Regions from separate parts of the Arachis hypogaea genome. Here region 2 is linked to region 1. The links are chromatin contacts, called in public Hi-C maps. All regions are on one chromosome and are shown on one strand. Each heading gives the region's core, a stretch centred on a gene start, on an enhancer-like site or on the middle of the called end of the contact. The rest is flanking DNA. Distances are from core to core; before and after follow the strand shown. Region 1 holds the start of LOC112722484 (arginine biosynthesis bifunctional protein ArgJ, chloroplastic). Region 2 holds the start of LOC112722495.

What was found. A called contact is a pair of places that touch in the nucleus more often than the background predicts.
Region 2: a Hi-C map of an unstated tissue shows a contact between it and region 1, with 4 times the contacts expected there. The contact joins the promoter of LOC112722495 here to the promoter of LOC112722484 in region 1. A contact is called at or near these places in 2 of 8 Hi-C or Micro-C datasets (leaf and an unstated tissue).

Annotation. Positions count from the first base shown.
Region 1 is chr11:123,943,323-123,948,286 of arahy.Tifrunner.gnm2.J5K5, reverse strand. LOC112722484 (arginine biosynthesis bifunctional protein ArgJ, chloroplastic) reads left to right here and starts at 2,211. Exons shown (of 19, transcript XM_072207197.1): 1 at 2,211-2,513; 2 at 3,156-3,920; 3 at 4,607-4,964. It overlaps LOC112722486 (a long non-coding RNA gene), which reads right to left and starts at 613. Exons shown (of 2, transcript XR_011867693.1): 1 at 1-613.
Region 2 is chr11:124,210,165-124,215,128 of arahy.Tifrunner.gnm2.J5K5, reverse strand. It overlaps LOC112722495, which reads right to left and starts at 2,340. Exons shown (of 13, transcript XM_072207224.1): 1 at 2,258-2,340; 2 at 674-864; 3 at 1-204. LOC112722494 (a long non-coding RNA gene) reads right to left here. Exons shown (of 4, transcript XR_011867709.1): 2 at 4,923-4,964; 3 at 4,005-4,560; 4 at 3,595-3,893.

The sequences.
Region 1 (4,964 bases), core at 962-3,461:
TTCTCTCTATGAAAAAAATGGAAATAGATTACACACGCTTGATTAACTATATTCAGGCCTTATATCTTTTGATCTATTGAAAATCTAAAACATGAGAAAATGTAATAACACACACTTAAATGACACTTGTTCTTCAAAGAAGCAAGACGAATTCTCAAACACCAAAATAACTCACTTGATCTCTAAAACAAAAGCTCTCACTATGAAAAATAAAGAGGGCCGACACTAATCGAAAGATTCTACCTCTATTCAATCTCAATATTCAACAAAAACATCAACAAATTCTCTTGTAGTCCTTGCATCCAACAGAAGAAACAAATTAAAAGAGGCACCATATGAAAATAGGACAAAAAAAAGGAAAAAGAAGAGATATGAAGAAGACATCAAAGATGAGAGAGAGAGAGAGAGAGAGAGAGAGAGAGAGAGAACCGTATTCGAAGCAATGGAGAAATGGTGAAGGCCTTCTCGTTGGAGGCGAACTCGACGCCGAAGAGGGGAGTGGCATCGACAAAATGGGGTGATCCGGTGGGAAGCACTGAAATTGAGAAATGAAAAAGGAGGAAGGGATGGCAGTAGTGTTGGGTTAAGGGTTTTTGTGTCTCTTTTTTTTCGTTATTTTGAATACTAGAGGTAATTCAGTCGTTTTATTTATTTTAATTTTAATTTTTATTTTAAATTAAATAAAATATTAAAATATAATTTAAGTACCATTTTTGAAATTTCATACCATCATCTCCCTCTCCTCTAAAACAACCTTTACCTAATTCTAATTACATAAAGATCAGTCTCAATTTCTCAGTTTTAATATGTTTTAAAGATTAATAAGACTAGGTTAAACTGTAGATCAATACTAAATTCAATCAATCTAGATCAGAATCGACCCAATCTTTTATAATTTCGATAAAACTCGAAAAGAAATGACACAACACAACACACAGACAGTAAGCCACACACCCAACCATCGTGGCATCGCTTTTGTTGCTCTCTGCCTCTCCCTCACTGCTATTAGGGGTGTGCACGGCTCGGTCCGGTCCGAAAAACCGACCTAGTTCTGAAGAATTTTGAACCATGAAGACCCGGGGAGAAGAAATGAAATCTAAAAAGTGAATGAAACGGGGACCACGCCATAGCTCGGGTCACCCGGATCCGACCCAGCGGTCCGATAATCATACACAACTAATGGCTATTGATGGATTATGGTTATTTTTATGTGAAATTTAAGTATTGTAAACTTTAATATTTTGTGTTATTAGTCATTATAAGACTATAAGTTAATGTTTTATGTTTAGAATGCATAAGACTTTAGACTAATGCAAAATATTGTGTTATTTGTATTGACTTAAATATTTGGTGTTATTAGACAATATTAGTATTGATTGTGGTTATGCTTTAATTTTGGAGAAGGGTTGGTTCTTCTTATATTTTTCTAAGTAAATTTTACCATGTCAAATAATAGTTGGAATTTTGAAAATTTGGATATTTTCACATGCTAGCTTACAAGAAGGTAGATAATGTAGTTAACGGCCTGGTTTTTACCCAGTATAATTCTGGCTCGAAAGTGATTAGATTTCATCGGGTCTAGAGCCGGGTTCGGGTCTAACAAATAGGCCCAGCATATATTTCGGGCCGGGTCTGGATCACATCAAATTTGGTTTCACCCGACCTATGCACACCCCTAACTGCTATGCTATCTCTTTAGAACCTGATCTGTTTTGGGCTGAGAAAGATATGATTTCATAAGGTCAAAATATAAGATCGAATTTGACTAAGGAAAACCCGGCCCCATCAGCCCCTCATTATAGGGGTGTTCAAAACCGATTAACTAAATCGAAAAAATCAATAACCGAACAAATTGAAAAAACTGAAAAAATGATATTTTGCAGTTATTTTTGCGGTTTGTTTCGATTTTCGGTTTTGACATTGAAAATCATAACCAAACCGAACTGAACCGGTTTTTTTAAAAAACCCTATATAAAGGATCCCCTCCCAAATGATCTAACCCATACAGCCATAGTTATCAAACCGGGCTCAACCCCGCTGGAAACCAGTCACCTAACCAGGCCGAGACATCCATTGAACCAGCCATGCAATAATCCCGCTAAAACCCGGTTCGACCCGACGGATTTTATGTAAACCCGGCGACCGGCCGGTTAATTCAACCCGGTCCGAGTCATGTTTATTAATTTTTTATATTTTTTTTCTTTTGAAACACGCTGTTTCAAGCTTTTTGAATGAACCCTAAGCCACTAATCCGAGTGGAACCAACACCCCCCCCCCCCTCCTTCTCCCGCGTAACCCCAGCCTCGTCTCTCTGCTCTCTCGAGCTCGCAGCCCCTCACCTCGTCATTCGTCAGTTCGTCACTCTCAGTCTCTGGTCTCTCACCTCGTCGCTGTCTCTATGTCTCTCACCTCGTCGCTCTCTCGGTCTCTCACCAGTGAAGCAGTGAACTATATTCGTCGGAACCAGTGAAGCAGCATCTGCTCCCTCGGGTGGTGGTCGTCTTCTCAACCAGGTGAGCTCCAGTTTTCGATCCTGTTCTTTCTGTAGTTCAATGTTGATTTCGGTAAATCTGGTGGTTGTTGCTGTTTTATTTAGTTTTTAGAGTTGTTGTTGCTGTTCTTTCTCTGGTTCAATGTTAATTTCGGTGAACCAGAGCAAATTTTATAGTTGTTGCTGATCGTTCTGTTTGTTGAATGTTGGTTTTTTAGAGTTGTTGTTGGTGAATCTGTGCAAATTTTAGTTAGAATTGTTATTGAATCTGGTAGTTGCTGGCTTGCTGTTGTTGAATGTTGGTTTTTTAGAGTTGTTGTTGGTGAATCTGAGCAAATTTCAGTTAGAATTGTTGAATCTGGTAGTTGCTGGCTTGCTGCTGTTGTATTTGGTTTTTTAGGGTTGTTGTTGGTGAATCTGAGCAAATTTTAGTTAGAATTGTTGTTAAATCTGGTAGTTGCTGGCTTGCTGCTGTTGTATTTGGTTTTTTAGAGTTGTTGTTGAACCTGAGGAAATTTTAGTGAACTTTGTTTGAATGGTTAAATTTGTTGTTGATTCTCATCACTGAACTTTGGTGGTTGTTGCTTAAAAGCTCTTTTGTTGAATACTTGAATAGCTAAATCTTTTGTTGCTTAAAAACTTTGGTGTTTTTTTCTTTTGCTAGAATTTCAAAATGAGGAAAATGTTGATCAAGCTCCAAATTTGTCTTATGAAGATATTGATGCCGACTTTGAGATCACCCATTGAATTTGATTTACCGATTGTGTTATCTTTTGCTCGCCCTTGTTGATTTAAATTGAGAAAGTGTTTTGTACTAGAAACTAGTTTATTATTTTTTTTAGATCATTAGTTATGTTTAAAAGTTGATATTAAATTATTAATGTTTGTAAAAATTTGCATTTTTAGTTTTAAGACATTATTTTAATTTTATTTATATAATTTTATATTTTTTTAATTTATGACCGGGTTAACCGGGGGAATCAGTGACCCACCGGTTGACCGGATTGATTACCGGTTTGGTTCTGATAACTATGCATACAGCCACCAGTAACCCTAACTCCTTCTAGCCTCTCTCCAGTCTCCAATCCTCTGAGCTCTCACCGCCTCTTGGTGCCGAAAACTCCTCCTACAGCGTCGCCGAATCTCACTGTGCCAAAACTCCTCACACTTCCCCGCTACCGACGACGCTGGACAGCACCATTGCAGCGGCGGGGCTCTTTTCTCTCCCTCTCCCCTCGTCGTAGCGGTTCTCTCTCCCTGTCGTGCTCCACACACCAGCAGCACGCCGTCTACACCACACACCAGCAGCACGCACCAGAGCCATCGTTCGCTGTCCTCCGCGAGTTCGTAGTCACTGTCGTCCTCGTGCTGTAGTCACCGCAGTAGCCATTCCTCTGCATCTAGAATGGGGATACCTCTTAGCTCTCAGGTAAATTATTTGTTCTAATTTTTTTGGATCTAATTAGTTGTTCTTAGTTCTGTTTTAATAATTGGTTCTATTTTTATTTTGTATATGATTTTTGGTTTAGGGTTTTTGGTTCTGTTCTTTCTAATTTGTTCTTACAGCTTTGGTAATTTGTGGTTCTCTACTTTGAAAATTTGTGGTTCTGTTTGATAATTTCTGTTTGAAAATTTGTTATGTGTTCTTGTTTAATTATCTAAGTTTATAGTGTTTTCTAATAAAAAGATAAATATGAGTGTCGCACGTCAAGCATACGCATATTACTGAGTTTGAATGAAGAAAACAATTAATTAGGCCAATAATAATATCTGAATGTAGATATAGATATATATGTAGGTAGAAACCGCCGGTTTCCAATTTACAAATCAAATTTTTCATACCAAATACACCTAATTTTCAAATTAAAAGTTACCGGTGAAATGTTTTAAATATTTAAAGATAGTTATATATTTTACAAGGTGCGTGTTGATATGTAGTTTCAGTTACTGATGAGTGATGAGTCCCATTGTTCTTGCCACTACGCTTGAACGAACAGAACGTGTGGGAAGCAGATAAATTCTACATGGGACCAGTTTCCACTTGGATCAAATATTTGAAACTTTGTGCTGAATTTGTGCTGAATCCTTCTCTTGATTTTTTTTTTGTCATGGCAGGTATAGGATGCATCCAGAGATATGCAAATCCTCTTCAAGCACTAAATAGGAGCCAATTATCTTGCAAATCAGCACCATTTTACTAGACCAAGTGTCTTGGCCTTTATGTATTCTATATCATTGATTTTTTTTTTGGTGACTCTATGACTGATTTGAAAATAGCTTAAGAAGGTTGTAGTCCGTCGTATATGATTAGAACATGAAATCTTTTTAATGAATGTAAAACCGAAAAATCGAACCAAACCAACCGATTTTAATTGGATTGGTTGGTTTCGATAAAAAAACGGAACCAAGCCGAACCGAAGAATTAATACCAAATTGGATTGCATGACTTTTCTTCCAAAAACCGAACCAAACC
Region 2 (4,964 bases), core at 1,091-3,590, 270 kb before region 1:
AACATGCAATGGTGAGAGGGAGAGACGCATAAGTCGTTAGGATGCTTAATTCAAATAGTTAGCAGATTCTTAGTTTTGGGTAATGTGGGTTATGGGGGGTGACCAATTCGGGTTGGGTAGTCGTGTTGTAGGCCGGACTGAGTCGGACTATCTTGAGACGCAAGAAAAAAAAAGTGAATTGAGTGCACTACGAGTTTTGGTCACCTGCAATTGAAAGAATAGAATTCTCAATAAACCAACGTAATCTGGGTGGAATACAACAACATAAATGTAGCTTATAAATGAACGATTAAGATCTGTGCCAACCAAAAGCCAATGTTGAATAACAGGGAATAAGTTTCCCCCTTTTGGTTGTAGTCATGGTAGAAAATTGTCTTTAAATTCTACAAACATGTGACTGGTTATGTAATAATTATAAATAAAGTTAATTTAAAAAGAAATTGGGATTTTAAGATGGATGAGAACAATTTTTGCAAGTATGCCAAAAGACATCTTTGTTGATGAACCGGGCGTCAATGTTGATAAACTAAGATCCTAATTGGGATCAGAAATACCAAGGACAAATGTCCATAGCTGATGTATGATACATAGTCTTTTGGATAAGTAAACAAAATATCAAATACATAATACACGACAATGTACACGCTAGTTCTTTAATGAAAAAATCGTTAGCCTTATGATGCTCCCTGATCGAAGCATGTGGTGGTGGCAAAAATGCTTCCATCTCTTTCTAAAATAGCACTCTCGGGAGCGACTGGGCTTGGATCGAACATCAACCTTGTAAGAAACTCCAGACTCATCTACAACCTCGACTTGGACAAGCTTAATCTGAAAAGCCCGCTCGACGAAACTGATCGGCAGAGTCTAGAAAGAAGGCAACAAAAAGTATTTCAAAGGAGATGAAATTGAGTTGCTTAAAAAACCACATTGAGGTGAAGCAAAAAAACATGAAGACAACAATAGCAGGATACACAGTTTGTGTTTAACGATTATACGATGCAACACTACCTTATAATGCCGCTACCTAAACCTCAAGTGCGAGAGGAAATCAGACACGAAAAGAAAGAGGCATGCAAGAATAGCTCACTAGAATATATTCGGTCGCTTGATATTTTGATATCTTTTTGTTAACAACAGTGGCATCCCGGATTGGCATCAATCTGGGCAGAATTTCTGGGTACATAACTGAATAATGACCCAGCATGGAACTAAGAGCACGATAATCAAAATACGAAATGGCAAGAGGATTCCATGAGGCTATAAACAAATCCAGAAATACACAAAGGGCTAGGTTGTTTTCCACGCTAGATGCTAGCTGGATTGTGTACGTATCGCCGTTGGGTTCCAGAGGAGAGCCCAGATTTAAGTGAAACTCATCGCAGAGCAACAAATCCTCGTCGTGGCCAACCGTGCAGGCAGAGTTACACGAAAAAGCACAGATTTCACCAAGGGTTTTTTTGACATAACACAGGTCATGTTCTGACAGTGGATCCTCCACAGAACGTGCATGCGTGTGTTTCACATGAAGGATAAAAAAGACTGTGATTCCAACATAACACAAGAAAAGCCAACAGCTCGACTTGATGTCGTATGCATGCGTTAGCTGCCGTAAATCGCCAACACTTAGACATAGAAAAGGAGTCTTTCGAACTGTCACAGTGAATATGTTACCGGACATATCAATAAATTTAACCTCATTGGATATTTCATCACAAAATTGGTGAAAAACATTGCACGAAAGAGCGACGACGGCTTGAAAAATAAGTAACGGTTGGTTACGACAAATGCTTGATCCTTAATGAAACGATAACCTGGTGGAGCAGAAGTTAATGTGAAGTTTGAGGGAAAAATGCACCAAAAAAGGCTCGACCGAAAAAACCATACATTTACTCCCAGTGTTCGATGCACAGATATTCAACATGTCTCCTGATATATTAAAGCAACAGAATGATTATGCCCCCATAATAGGCAACCCATGGGTATCATCAATAACCAAAGATGGAGATGAAAATGCCATGAACAACTGAAAGATAGTATTAAGCAAAATCTCAAATAGACAAATGGTTCCCACGAGGTAACCAACAAGAAAACATTGTGGGTAGAGTACGATGTAGTAGAATAGGAAATTTGTGTAACAATTCAGAACAATAGGAAAAGTTTTGTTTTACAATCGAACCACATGATAAGACAGTGCCTAATCGGGAGTTATTACAGTAATTGCAACCACAATACATAAGATAAAGGTGGGAGAACTCACGGTGTAAACAAAAAGATCCACATCTGGGCAGAAGAGGTCAGCAAGCGAAAAAGATAAGAAGAAAAAATCCACCGCGCACACCAGTTAGCCTATATTTCTTCGTGGGTTAAAGGGACTGAGGAGTTGAGGGTGGAAAAGTCAAAAGAAAACAGGGCCTTTATTAACTGATAGCAGTGGTTAAGAGGTTGCAATTATTATTTATGATTGTTAAGTTAGACGTTGAACACAATGTATACATACGTTGAATACAATAAAATACATACACACATACATTGAATACAATAAAAAATGGAAGAGAAAACACGACAGAAATTTAGTTGCAAAAACAAAGGAAACTAACATTAAAATCAAGGCAAAAAAGGTTTCACTGAAACCACAGGTAAAGCTACTACACAATTAGATGAACCCAAAGTAAAACATAACAAATCCCAAAAAAAAAAAAAAAACAAAAATTAGAATAATGAGAAAGTTTGAAATAAAAAATTATCAATTAATAGTAGGCTTAGGGGCTAAAAGACAGTGGCATGTTATGAATATGAAAATAATATAAAATTTTTTGAAAACACAAAGCAATAAAATAAAACTACTGGAAGGTAACCCATACGTTTAGAGTCATGAATGTTAGTATATATTTAATAAATTTAATAGATTAGAGTGTTAAATATTACTATAAATTTAATAATATATGAAATATGAATTCAATACACATTGACTGTTATTTAATATGAACAAATACATAAAAATACAAAATTAAATATAAAAGCGATGACTGAAGGTAATTGAAAGGACGGTAAGCAGTCAATAATATATAAATATATATTATATATATACTTATATAGTTATATTCTTAGCTCCAAAAAGAGTAATACAATAGTAATAAATATAATTATTATGAGTAATTATTAATGTAATAAATATACGAATAGATATAAATTAAATTGAATGCAAGACATTATGATAACTGTATAAGATTAAGATAAATGTATAAGAAATCACAAACTTATAGCAGTATAAATAAATAACGATCATTTGAAAAAAAACACGTATATCCATATGGAAATGATTTGTTATATATATATATATATATATATATATATATATATATATGTATGTTCATAAATTTCTATTTCCATACGTGGACATGTATATATATAGATTTGATTTCTATTTATATAAGTGGACATGCATATATAGATTTGATTTTACTGAAATAAACGTAAATAAGTAAATAAGTCAATATAAATATAAACTGATAGTTATAAGGAAATATATATATATATATATATATATATATATATATATATATATATATGCATAAATAAGTTGACATCCATTACTAATTACTAATGCGGCAAGATACATCATTGGGATAGATTGCTAGTTGTGGCATACATCATAAGTATCCATACGGGTAAATAAACTTATACTGTGCAGACACCACTAAATATGGAGCTAAGGAGAAAAAAAAAACGTCACCATGGAGAAGTAACATTTCTTGTATGACAAAATGAGTTAAGGCAAATGATAAAGACACTAAGCATGCTAGGTGGCATGACTGATTTCCAGCAACCGCGGAATGAACTTCAGCGGGGGATCCACTCAGAGAAGCTGCCGGGGTTGCCTCTTAAACAAAAAACTATGTAACCAAAGGGATTAGAGCATACCCAAACAAAAAAGAAAAGCAATAATGACATGTAGACTGACCATTGCAATTGTCGATTGGCATTTAAAAAAATGGGGCGCTCACCTGGCATAATCGATTCACTCCGTGCGGCTACCAGTGAAAGAATGTCGGCGCGCATAATCTGACTTGTACGGGAAGCAGTGGATGCACAATAAATGGGACACCCAAGCGTGTTTGCCTGATAATCAGGACTCCCATTTCTATTGTGCAGTTTAGGCGACGGTGGAGGAGTATATGGGAGAGCAAATGGTGGGATGACGTCACCAGTGCGAAACACATCACGAGAGACGGCGCCAGCGTGTTGATCCATATTAATCAGCCTCGGAATCGTGGGGATACTACTGCTTTGTGACCTTGGATAAATAATCTGGGTTCCATCAAGATTTCTTATAGAAATGCATAGAGTTCCATCACCTTGGTAGTATGCGCTAACCAAGCCCCGTGCCTGATATTATAGGCGGCAACCATGGAACGAAAACCATCGGAGAAAAAGGCGCTGTGCCCCACCTTGTCTAATATCACGCGATACTCATTTTTATGGTTGTCTTTGAACATCATAAAATCACCTAGTTCGTGGCAAAAAAGCACGATAAAAAGGTCCGGAAACTGGAACTCGTCTCTAAGAAACACATAGAAAGAACACAAAGCAAATAAACATCAGTTAACGTGCATGAAATGTGTATATATATATATGTATTTTAATATTTATGTGAGCACATAAATTTAGTCACAATTGATAAGATATTTAGAGAATATTTATGGGTATATGTACAAACATATTTTTTCACGCATATAATTATATTGATAGATATTCTCTATTGAAGATGCATATATATAAAGGATGTGGGATGATGCGGGGTATATATAGTAGATTTAATATAGTAAATAATATATAATATGTAATGTATAATATAACACGAAGCTCACAATGAATGAAACAGCAAGACATAACTGCAGTATAAATGAAAAAGGCACTGGAACCTAGGGAAGCATGAGCCCCATCAGCATATTTCGTAATGAAAA